Linked DNA regions of Mus musculus: region 2 is linked to region 1. The links are chromatin contacts, called in public HiChIP or PLAC-seq maps. All regions are on one chromosome and are shown on one strand. Each heading gives the region's core, a stretch centred on a gene start, on an enhancer-like site or on the middle of the called end of the contact. The rest is flanking DNA. Distances are from core to core; before and after follow the strand shown. Region 1 has its middle 23 kb from the start of Gm32126. Region 2 overlaps Gm31527 (a long non-coding RNA gene).

Region 1 (6,311 bases), core at 1,270-3,769:
CTCACAACCAACTACAACTCCAGATCCAGAAGATCTGAAGCCCTTTGCTTCCAAGGACACCTACGTACACACACACACACACACACACACACACACACACACACACACACACACAAGCACACATACTTGAAAATAAGCACTTTAAAATGAAGGTAACAATGAAAATGATGATAGCATTGGCTCACACTCAAGCAGAATCGCAAAGGTCACATAACTTTCCTTGCTGTCATTTTTACTAAGGCTTTGCCCCGTGAAGTAGGCATAGAAACAGCAGTTCATCTCCAAATGACAGATGAGAAAATAAAGAGCCCAGGAGTTTCAAAAACTCAACCAAAGCCATAACATCTCATTTCCTCAGCCTGAATACACTACAAAGAACTCTAGCAACTGGAGGTGCTAAACAAAAGAATCCATTCAGTTAATAATCCCAGCAATGTGGGAGCCCCATAGAGCCAGCAAGATCAGCTCCATACTAGCCTGCCAAAGGACTGAGCAAGTGGAGAGTAGAGTGCCTAGCCCCTTCAGTCTGTTTAGTTGGATGTGGGTCAGGAAGAAGGAAACCAGAGCCAGGGGGTTTGAAACTGAGGGCCGTAAGAAGGGGCTGCTGTGTGAGTTTCTGATTACTGCTACGAGGAAGTACCCAATGTGTGTGGTTTAAAAAGAACACAAATTATGTTCTTAAGGTTCTGGAAGCTGCTGAAGTCTTAGTCATATTGTCTGGGCTTAAGTCAAATCATTACCAGGAAGGACAGGAAGGACTTCTTCCAGAGGCTAGATGTGGGATTCTTTTCCTTGTCTCTTCAGCTTCTCTTTGTTTTGAACCTCTTTCTCAGTCTTTAAAGTCCATCACTCAAAGCTCTCTGCATTGTCATCAACCCCGACTCTTCCTTCGCCCCACCGTATAAACATCCAGGTGCTTATGTGGTCCCTTCAAGATGATCTAGGATGAGTTTCCACCTCTCAACTCTCGATTTAATCTTATCTGAACAGGGAGATAGCAGGCATTCACAGCCCTGGAGGTTAGGTCCTGAGCAACTCCGAGGCCATCATTTAGCCTATCACAGGTGACAAGGTGACAGGTGGATGGTGGCAGTTGTTTTGTACAGGCAAGTGCACTGCTGGTTGTGTGTTGCCTGTTGAAAGTCACTCTCCTCTGCCACCTGACATGCAAGACCAAAATAGAAGCCCTGTGTTCTGATTCAAAATTAAATGCTCTTTCAGGCACAGCACACATTGCCTCTCAGCACTGGCATTCACTCTTGCAGACAGCCCATTCTTGTATAGATAGTAATTAATATTTGCATAATGCTTTAGAGTTTACAGTGTCCCTTTTTATTTACATGAAATCATCAAACCCCTACAATAACCTTCTGAGATGGTTATTATTAACACAGTTTTACATATGAAGACACTAAAGCTCCGAGGAGTGAAATGGTTTGTCCGAGGTCACCCAGCTGGTAAGGGCGAGACCACAATGCAAAACTCGGAACTCACACTATGCTCAGTTCTAACTAATGAATCTGTACTTGGCTCACTTCACTAGATGTGTTAGTTACCTTTTGGCAAATACTCAAATGTTGACTTGGATCTCAGACATGTTTTGGGAGAAAATGAATTTATAAGTTTCTTAGTACTTTGTAGTATACAGAATGACTTGTGACACCTAACCATCATCTCTATGATCATCATCATCTCACCATTATCACTACCACCACCACCACCATCTGTTCTGGAGACCAAGAAAATTCAATAGGTGAAAACTCTACTTCTTTTTATAATATTGTGCCTGCTGTGTTGTAGTTCTTAGGAACAATGATGTTATAACATATCTCGGGGATCTATGGTTTATTGGTCACTGTTGACATAGCCAAACTCCTGTGCCCTCGCAGATAAACAAGGTGGCTCACTGTTTGGTGAAGCAGGAGTCCTTAGTCACATAACTTCATAGTGATGCTTGCTACCATTTTATTCCCTTGTAGAAACCTACCACTTGCTAGGTATATCAAGTCCAACTACTTGGATGAAGAGGGAGGAATTAAGGTGGACAAAATGAAGGACAGTGGGGACAGTAGGCTGGGGTCAAGTCGTGTGTGCCCTTTTTCAGGTGGAACTCCACTTCACCACCCCTCCTCCTCTTCAGCGCACCCCTTCCACCTTTTTTTTTTTTTTTTTTTTTTTTTAGAATAGCCACCAACATCTGTAATTTGCAACCTCAAAACAAAACTAGAGGTTCACTGGGAGGACTAGCCAAGCTGGCCTCCACATGTGGCGGAGCAGTCAGCCGGCCCCCACTTCATTTGAGTGAGACCGCCAAAAGCCTTCACGTGGCGCCTTGGCCACAGAAGTATAATTAGCAAGTGCTCCCTGCCCCTCACAATGGCCACCTTCACTGGGCCAGGCAAAGGTGACAGATGGCAGGCAGGTGCATTCAAATGGCCTTGGTTTGACCAAGGGAAATGAAGTACTAAAACCTAACTCAGTCCCACAATGAGTCAGAATGGGGGTGGGGAAGGCTCTCAAAGTCCTCTGGCCCCTGTTCTTAGGAGAGCCTGTTGCTTCTGGTTGTTGCCTTAGGACTCATGGTTCTAGAGCTCTATTCCTATGAGACAGCCACTAAATTGTTTTTGGCCCTTACTAACAATTCTTCTTGCTTTCAAACTCAGCTGTTTAAGTGTACAGGTTCCGGCCATCTAAAACTGTCCCTAGCCTCGATAACCCTTGCTTCTGCATATTCAGACCCCACCAGTACTTCATGTTCCAATTAAGCTCTTCTTAGAAGCCTTTCCCTAGCCCAGTGAGGTGGCACATGCTGGCAGTTCTTATCTTTGGAAGACCAAGGTGAGAGGATGGCTGTTAGCTAAGGACCAGGCTGGTCTATGGAGTGAGACCTTACCTAAAGCACAGCAACAAAAAGAAGCCCCTAGCTAAACTGAGCAATTCCTAGCTCCCTAGGCACCCTCTTACCCTTTCCCTCTCGGTTCTAATGTATAGCAATTTGAAAATGAAAATAGTTTCTCACCTAAATGTTGAGTGCCCTGCTAAGCACTTTCACACTTGTTGGTTTAATTTGCTGTGTCACTCCCTGACATTAGACCAAAAAAAAAAAAAAAAAAAAAAAAAAAAAAGCCCGGAAGACAGAGACAGTGATTCATTGCTCTGTCCCCTGCCAAAGCAGAAGTGTGTTCTCCATAAATTGTCCCTGGGTTAACAATTTCAGAAAACTATTTGAAAAAAAAAATCTTAGACTGGTAAAGAATTTAAAGTTAGCCAGGACTGGTCGTAGCCAGGAGTGGTCTCCCTTGGCTTCTACTCTGCTTCACTGGGCTCAGGATACCCTGCACATACTCCATACACCAGTGCAGCCCTTTCTGTGACTCCTCTATGGTCTCTGGGGACCTCCTCGTTGCCAAATCAAACTACCTTTTTGCAGTCTTCCTCATTCTCAGATCCGCAGTAGTATTTTCATTTTAAAAGAAAATTAACTGCTTCATCAATTCTTTTCAGTGATCTGGGGACCAAATCCAGGGACTTATTCTTGCTATGCAAGCACCCAACCACCTCAAACTCATAGCACTTTAAAAAAATCTCTCCTGGACCCCCACTGCCCATCTCCTGATGTGAGCACATCCCTATGAGATTCTTCAAAAATCCACTTTGAGTTTCTGTCTGTATCTCCTTCCTAAATACGCTTCGAAGCCTGGTGTGTCCCAAATCTCTGCCTCTGGCTCCTAGTTCCCTCCCATACAGTACCACCGCCTTCCCAAACACCAACTACAGCTCCAGGACAGTGCTTCCTGCTGGCATCTTAAAGCCTGCTCAAAGGGCAGTTCTCTTTTCTATTCCTTCCTCCCTGTTGCTGAATCTGGTCTTGGTAATTCCTGTCTGGCCTTGATTAGGGGCTTTGCATGGACTCCAGTGAGGAAGTTCAGAAGCACTCTTTCAAGACTGGATTGCCACATGCCGATCACCTGCTGGGAGTTTAACTCTGGAAGTTAATATTTCAGCCATGCTGTCCCTTCCTCCACCCATGGTGCCCTGGCTCAAGCCCTCATCTCCTCTAGCTGCAGCATCTAGTCTGTACATTCCTTTATGTAGCCCTTTAGAGAGTAAACATAATCAAGGCTCGCTCTTGCCTTGTAATTCCTCTTCAGATGCACTGCCTGCAAGACTGAGGTGAGATGCTCTGGCAGGGCACACACCCCTCCTGACATTCTGAGCTAATTTCATCTCTGTCCCTGCCACCTCAGGCTGTCACTTGGCGTGCTCTTAAACCAACATGCCATTTTCTTCCACAATTTGGGAGCAGGAAGGATTTGCACATGTCTCTACCTTTTCCTGGCAAGTGCTTCTACCTTGTCATTGCCAGCTCAGTTGTATTCAAGACCTCGGTGCCACTTCATGACTCTCAAGGGGTTGCCCCCTTGTTTTTCCAGCCAGCCAGAACTGTGTAGCCTGCCTCAGTCTCTCACGGCAATAGTTTGTACTTCTGTAACATCACACTTTACTATAATTTTTTCATATGTCCGTCACTCCATGTGCTTTATGATTCTGGGGGGTTCTTTCAGCTGCTTGTTGGGTCTTTCGGAGGGTAGTCATGGTAGGTCCCTTTTTGTGAGTGTTCCATAGCCTCCATAATAATGTCAGGTCTTGGGGCCTCCCTTTCAGCTGTCCAACTAATGGACAGTAGCTGCTGACCCCTGTGGTTGAATTAGGGGAAAACTGGAAGAAGCTGAGGATGAAAGTGACCCTGTAGGAGGACCAGCAGTATCAATTAATCTGGACCTCCAAGATCTCTCAGATACTGGAACACCAACCAGGCAGCATACGCCAGCTGATATGAGGTCTCGCAGCTGATATGAGGACTGCTGGGTCTGGGTTCATTCAGAGATGATGCACCTAACTCTCAAGAGATTGGAGGCCCCAGGGAGTTTAGAGGTCTGGTGGGATGGGCGTGGCGGCTGGGGACATCCTTGTGGATACAGGGGGTGGGGAGGAGGTATGGGATATAGATCAGTTGGAGAGTGGACGGGGAGGGGAATAAAATCTGGAGTTTAAAATAGATAGATAGAAAGATAGAAAGAAAGAAAGAAAGAAAGAAAGAAAGAAAGAAAGAAAGAAAGAAAGAAAGAAAGAAAATAAAAAAGAAAAGTAAAAGAAAAAGATTCTGGGGGGTTGATAACCTATACTTTTTTTTATGTCCTCATTTGCTTATAGTCAACCCTCAGGAAAATGCATGTTAAATAAATTAGTGGCCACACTCAGTGGTGCTTTGTGCTAAAAGAGACATCTCAGTGGAGTGAAATTGTCTGTGGATGTGAGCTCCAGAGCTGATGAAGGGAAGTTGGACTTTTCCATCACATATGCTGGAGTTCAGCTCTTCCCTCGAAGAGACACTGCATATAGCTGTAGGCAAGAGTTCTCAATCCCTCGTCTGAGATTCTCTGTCTTTAGATACCTACCTCCAAGTATTGTCGTATTGTAGAGAAGAGGGACAGGGTCTCACTATGTAGACTTCACTGGCCTGGAACTTGCCATGTAAGCTACATTCGCTTGCCTTTGCCTCCCAAGTGCTGAGCTGAGAGCAAAGCACTGTTGTGCCAAACCCTGCCTGGAATCCTCAGCTCTAGTAGTTTCCCTGTAACCAAAGGCTGAGCATAACAGTTGTTCCTTTCCTCTACGTCCCCACTGTATCTGGCTCAGGCCTAGGCACTGAAAGGGCACTTGAGTCTACATGAGTAAAAGAAACAACTGGAAAAAAACCAAGATGTCTCCAGGGGTCAGCCTGAGTGCCCAGGACATGGCAATGAAGACTTCCCACCAGCGTGCTCCTGGTTTCAACTTTGTGAACTTATTTTGCAATCCTCTATTTCTCCCCAGCTCATTCTCATTAAAGTCCTGTTAACAGCCTCATTTGAATTGTGGCCACCGTGCTTCACATGAAACTCACACATGAGTTCTATTTAAATGTCTTTGGAGTCTTTCAGAGAAGAGGTGCCTTTATTCTACATTTGCACATTGAAAATTTATTTTTGACATCTTAATATGATTAGGTTTTGTTCTAGTAAAGCATTGGAGCAGAAAGGAAAAATAACTGGTTAGGTTTCTTCCCCCAACATTAAAAACAAGGGAAATAGCCAATTCTTGGGAAGTGAGCTGTTTGGAGTAATATTTGAGGTCTTTCTGAGTGAAATAATTAGTCATTTCTAAAAAATAAAAAGCAGAGGATTATGGGGAAGCAGTGTGCCTTTGTATGAATATCCGAAACTTTCCCACTCCAGGGAGGGAAGATTCCAGAGAGCCAGGGTGCAGTG
Region 2 (6,245 bases), core at 1,744-4,243, 140 kb before region 1:
TAAGTTTGAAAGATTGAAGTTGAAATCTATACACGGGGCTGGGTGTGATGACCCATGCCTTTAATCTCAAAATTCAGGAAGCAGAGGTGCCTGTTGAATCCAGACAACCTAATCCATGTAGTAACCTCCAGACCAGCCAGGGTTATGTGTTTTGTCTCAAAACAAACAAACAAACAAACAAGCAGATGGTAATATGTAAAGTAATGAAGCTGGATACACACATCCATATATACCTCTTGTAAGTCCATATAATACACTTACAACTATATTTTAAAATATTTTTTTAGAAAATAGACTAAATATAAATAAGAGTACACAACTAACCAAATATGTATAGCAGTTGCTTTAGGGTAGTAGGATTATAAATTTTTCCCTCTATTCTTTGTCTTTGAAAATGTCTAATGTCCACCACCTATATCTCACTGACACACACATGGAAAGCCCCAAGCCATGCCTTTTCTCTGCAGACAATGAGATGCTTAACTCACAGTTTCAAATATTTCACTTACAGTGCCAGTCACTCACATCTGGGAGGCTCACAACAGAAGTGAGAACTGCCTGCTGTACAGTACTGGAGAGAGAGTTTCCTTCATTCTGAAAATACCAGCCTCCCCAGCAACAAGCTGCCTCCCTCTCTATGGGCACTGACAGCAAATAAATAAAGCAGATCTGCACATCTCTGATCTATTTCCCACCCCCTTGGTGGTGTGGGTATCTTGTCTGTTAGTGTTTCACGACATTTGCAAATGTCAAAGGGCTTCCTGGGTGCTGTGCTATGAAGTCACCCATTTGCTATCCTGGTAGCTAAATCTTCAAGACGCTCTTAGGACAGCAGGTCATTTATTTTGATTCTTGATAAATGTTTGGCTAGAAAATGCTGAAAAACTATAAACTATTTCGATGTTTATGTTTCAGCTTTCAATCAGAAAAACCACAGAACTGTTAAGAACTTTGGAGATGATGTCATTATCAGAATCACTGGCTTTCAAAGAAGTGGGGGGGGGGGAGGTTAGAGGTCAGTATCTAGTAGGTGAAAGCAAGGATCATGGTTTTACTAAGACTACCCTCTCTTAAACTACAAACATGATTTCTCACTTTTCATTCCTTCTATTTACACATGTACTTCCTTGCTCAAACTTGTATATTTTATTAACCTTTTGTGAGGTAGGCACTATGCTGAATGAATGAAACATGGGCTCCTGACCACAGGCGTTCACCATCAACTGAAGACGTAAAGATCCGGAAAGGTGCTGAGACATGCTTTAGGTTACACAAACGACAGTGCCTGTGCTAAAACTTGCCCCACATGTCCTGGTTGGGAGCCCAGTAAAACACCATGACTTCCCAGAAGCTGCTCTCTGAAACCTGCTCTCAGATTGGAGGGAGGCACCAGCTCACTCATGACGTCAGCCCTCTGAAGTGTTTGATCTAGTATTTATTGTGAAAACTGAGTATAGCCCAGTCACCTCCATGTACCATCCAGGAACGTATAACTCCCCATGTGGAGGGAGCCCTAAAGAGCCCATGTGAGAGCTCACAGCCTCAGCTCTCTCTATCATCATCATGAGTTTTCAAGCCATAGCAACACAACTTAGCTCTCACTTGCACTTTTAGCCTTCTTGGAAAGCCTATTATTCTGAGCTTCGTGTTCAGCATATCCGTGCATGTGCTAGGTTCTACCATAAACAAAGATCACCCAGTATCATGTGGTTCTAATGCCCACAACTTAAAGGAATACCCACAACCCGAACTCTAGAATCCAACATTAGTTACCAGAGAATCTGAGCATCACAATGTCAATTCACCTAAGGTCAAGATCGTCATAGCTCTATGGGCATTCCAGAACTTTGGGTCGTAAACTGTGCAACAAGACGGGTTTCTACAGCATTCCAGCCATCAAGATCCAGCCTGCCTCAGCTTGGACCCATCAGCCAGGAGCTATAACTATTTGTTTTCTGTGGCCAGGCAAAAACAAATTGGATATTAGAGTAGTCAACTTTCCACTCCTATAACAAATACCAATGCACTAACCCTTCAGTAGAAAATGTTTATTCTGGTCAGATTTTAGAAGTCTCAGTCTAGGTCATTGGCGCTCCTGTTTGGGCCCCATGGCAAGGCAGTTTATAATGATGGAAGAATGTGGTCCATTCATTGCAAGTATGCAAAACTTAAAGACAGAGGTCATGCCGCTGATAAACTAGGAGGCCCCTAGTACATCTATCTCTTAGAATGTCTCACTTCCTCCTAATACTTCTGGGGTGGAGGCCAGCCTTGAAAATTTGGGACCATTGGGGAGAGTGGTATTCAGGATTGAAACTGCACAGATATGATGGCACATACATATTGCCTAGACGAGATTTAACAATTAATCAAAAGTCCAGCAGCTTTCAATGTTTAAGCATCAAATTGTTGAGATTAACCTTGCTATGCTGTAAGTTCTGCGGACAAAAATCTCAGCAAGAGACTCAAAGCAAAATGGACAGAAAAAGATTGGTAGAGGCTGTAATTTAGGAAGGTGAATTAAGAATCAAGGACAAGATGCTTAAAGAATTCCGCCATTCGGGCTAACTTCTTTCCAATCTCATACACAGAATTGTCCACACCAGACTCCTGAGGATTCCCTAGAGAGCCATGCAGTTCCCTCCACTCTGCACTCCAGCCTCTATGCCTTGATCTCTGTCTTGAAGAATAAACTCAAGATCAGAGGTGGTTCAGTTCTGTTTTCTCAGTGGTATGTTTGACAGCCAATGCTCACTTAAAAGACGTTGACTAAGTTGAAGAAGGAAGAACCGAAAGAGAATTCAGTGTGAAGTCTGAGGACACCACATGACAGTTAGAAGCTCCACAGTTGACTAAGTTCTCGGGATCTCAGTTTCTTGTTCTCTAAGGTTGTCATTTCAATGAAGGGAGAACTTAATAGCATGTCAGGAGAATTAAGGGCACCAGAGGGGAAGGCGATCCAAACATCATCATTTAGAGTGGTTGGTGAATGACTAGCCAGACTGGAAAGCACCAAAGTCAGGGGAAGGCATTCCGTTATTTGGTAACACCTCCGGAGACTCATATTGTATCTAGAAAATCTGCGTTTCAAGTGCCCAGTCTTGACTTTGCAACCATCCTCAAATATGATGATTTCACTTCCTCAAATGATTTAAGCCTTTAAGTACTGGAAGATATACATTTCAGCTAAAGATAAACACTGATCCAAAGAAAAAATCTGAAAAGATCATCAGAAAGTCTTTTTGTTCTTGAAATGCAGAATTGGAAATGAACCATTTTCCTGTAGTGGGAACTGAAATCCAGTGTTAGATCCTTGTTTCTGGTACATTCTTCCCCTTTCTTCCTCTCTCTTTTACTTTAGCTCCTCCCTACACCTTTCCTACACCCAAACAGGAAAAAAAGCAATTATTCTGAGCTAACTTTACTCTTAGAAAAATGTACAGTAAAATTCCAATTGATTGGGCCTGTGTTCTAAGATCGGCAAGGCAGCTGCTTACAGCATTTTAAAGCAATTGAAGTGATGAGTGAGTTATCAAAATAATGAGGCAGGATAATTATCTACCAGAAAACCCTAAATGACAGGAAAAAAAAATCCTGGTCTAACTCCATCTCATGGTGGAGTTTTAATCTATCCTTTTTCTTTCTACAGCAAATACAGAGCCACCCCCAGGACATTACAGTAAATAAAAGAGGCACTCCATAAGAATCAAAGCATAGGTGTTGAGGGGAGAGAGGCAACAGCACATTTTGTGAGGTTACCGAGATGGCTAAAGATGAAGTGCCCGATGCTTGAGTGTGAAGACCTGAGTTGGGATAGCCAACAGCCATGTGAAAACCATGGCAAGGGTGGTGTGACTCAATAACCTAGTGTGCATGTGGGGACAGAGAAGGAAGGCAGGAGGAGTCAGGTCCATCCTCAGCCTGGCCAATTGGTGAGCACTGGGTTCAGTGAGAGATCCTGTCTTCAAACACAAGGTGAAGAGCATTCAAAGAGGACACCTGACTGTCGGCTTCTGGTTTCCATGTGCATGCAACGCACACTCCCACGTAGATGCACATGTACCTCCCCCAATAAACACTCATACAATGTTTAAAAGCCCATCTTGGTGGCCAGAGAGATGGCTCTGTTAGAGACACAAACATCAAGACCCAAATCAGAGACTCAGTACCCATATAAAAGCCGGGCCCTGTGGAATACTGGATGCATGGGTGAAGACAGGTCCTGAGCTCAATGGCCATCAAGCCTAGATGAATTGATGTACTCTGGGTTCAGTGAAAGATGCTGCCCCAAAAGACATGGAAGAGAACAGTTAAGGAAGATCAAGGACGATACTCAATGATCAATCTCTAGCTTTCCCCTGCATGTATATACGAATGCACACACAGCCAAATGCACATGTGCATATACAGCACAAAACTAAATAAATAAAATATAAATTTTAAAGCCTTCCCTCTGGATCTAGGGAACTTGGCAGTTCTTTTTTTAACATTTCCTGCAACAGGCTGTCTCCTCCTTCCTCTAGTCCTCTCTCTCAAAGGTTGACTCTAAACTCATCATATAGCCTAGATTGGCCTCGAAGATCTGACCTTCCTTCCTCTACATCTCAAGTTCTGAGATTAAAGTTCTGTGCTACTAGGTCAGGCCCACCCCATGCTTTGTATAGTCTCCAGTAAGTACAAACTGGAACAGAAGAATCAGGGTATTCCACAGGAATGAATGGGCCACACACCTGCAAAGGGATAAAGGTGGCAGGCATGAGGATATCATTTGAAGCCTGCCTGCCTGCCCCTGCCACTTTGGTCATCACCAAGCCCAGGATCAATAGACTATTTATTTTTAGATTCCTAGAAATAAAGAGGGAAGAATATTGTTGTATGTGGTCTAAAAACTGAAAATGGGTGAACCACCACAAAAATTAGGATCCTAGACAATCTCCACATTGTGCAAGGACAGTCATCTCCCACAATGGTTCACTATTTCCCCATCCTATCATCCCATTCCTGAAACCTTTCACCCAACCATAGTTGTAGGTGCCTGATTCCTGCCCCAGATGAATCCATATCTAAGTAGATCAAAGCAAAGGAACTCCTGTACAAGGTATGCCCTTATCAGCACTGTAACTGGGAGACTGGGACTGTCCAAGTTGTAAGATATGAGGAGGTCAGAACACAAAGAGTTTGGTCACCCACTTGGAAGTACTTTCTCAACAATGGTCAACAGGGATATCTGTTAAGTACACTTTTATATGAAATTATAAAGAGAAGGCTCCCTTGGGCCAGGCCAAAAGTGGGAGGGAACATGTTCAGGCCAAGAAAACAAGAGTGAAACGTTACAGAGTAAGTTCATGGTTGGTTCCAACGGTTGGAAGGGGCTGGCATGGCAGAGGAGAGCTAGGCAGAGGATCAGGAGGGAGATTATTCATATATAGCTCTTCATAGGTCACAGTTAGGACTTTATAGGTTATTCCAAATGCCCAAGATTTCGTGAAAGGTTGTTAGCAAGATGGTAGACAGATCTGACTTTTATCTTAAGACAAACTTTGCATACTGTTTCTGTGATAAAGCCTCAAGACCAAAGGCAACCTGGGAGGGAAAGGTTTGATTTGACTTGAGGCTTACACTATCAGAGGAAGTCAAGGCAGGAACCTGGAGGCAGGGACTGAAGCAGAGGGCTGCTTACTGGCTTGCTCCTCATGCCTTTCTCAGCCTAGTTTCTTATACAACACAGGACAACCCACTCAAAAGTGGCACCACCCACAGTAGGCTGAGCCCTCACACACCAATCATTAATCAAGAAAATCGCCTACATTCTTGCCTATGGGCCCATCTTGTGGTGTTCCCCCTTCCCTCGGTTGACATTTCATTTTCCTAAATGACCTCAGCTTGTGACAAGTAGACAAGCAAATCAAACTAGTCAGCGTGTAATTCTACCTGTTCAGTGGAAGAAAGATTCCAGAAGGGAACTTTTTAAAAGGCCATTGTAAGATCCCTGGTATGAGAGGCACTAACATAGACTAAGGAGTTAGCCTTGTAGATGGTGAGGCATAGGAGCAAGGCATGAGGAGCAAGCCAGTAAGCAGTAAGTGTGTATCAAAGACTTGATACACACTGCCAAGTAAGAATAGACAGGATTTAGCAACAGATCACACTGATCTGTGGCGAGTGCAAAGGCAGTAGAGCTAACAATAAAAATCTCAATTTTTATTTGATTAGGCAGTTCAAGGATTAACAGGGTAAAGAAATAT

Evidence for each region. HiChIP or PLAC-seq counts read pairs in DNA pulled down with a chosen protein or histone mark.
Region 2: a contact with region 1 is called in an H3K27ac HiChIP or PLAC-seq map of bone marrow-derived dendritic cells, with 3 times the contacts expected there. The contact joins two enhancer-like sites. A contact is called at or near these places in 2 of 15 datasets of contacts at CTCF or cohesin (CD8 T cells and pro-B cells), 31 of 484 Hi-C or Micro-C datasets (the BV-2 cell line, CD4 T cells, CD8 T cells and 24 more), 7 of 115 datasets of contacts at active chromatin or transcription factors (the 230-238 cell line, CD4 T cells, CD8 T cells and 4 more) and 1 of 9 other capture datasets (bone marrow-derived macrophages).

What each region holds. Positions count from the first base shown.
Region 1 is chr16:24,133,587-24,139,897 of GRCm38.p6, forward strand. No RefSeq gene overlaps it. Among named protein-coding and RNA genes, the nearest start is that of Gm32126, 23 kb to the right of the region's middle. Within about 2 kb of position 2,520, at least 77 of the 459 cell types and tissues checked have an H3K27ac peak or open chromatin away from gene starts, as enhancers often do. A contact at or near this core is called in bone marrow-derived dendritic cells, where this site is marked.
Region 2 is chr16:23,996,723-24,002,967 of GRCm38.p6, forward strand. It overlaps Gm31527 (a long non-coding RNA gene), which reads left to right. Exons shown (of 2, transcript XR_384770.3): 2 at 2,592-2,714. Among named protein-coding and RNA genes, the nearest start is that of Bcl6, 11 kb to the left of the region's middle. Within about 2 kb of position 2,994, at least 17 of the 459 cell types and tissues checked have an H3K27ac peak or open chromatin away from gene starts, as enhancers often do. A contact at or near this core is called in bone marrow-derived dendritic cells, where this site is marked.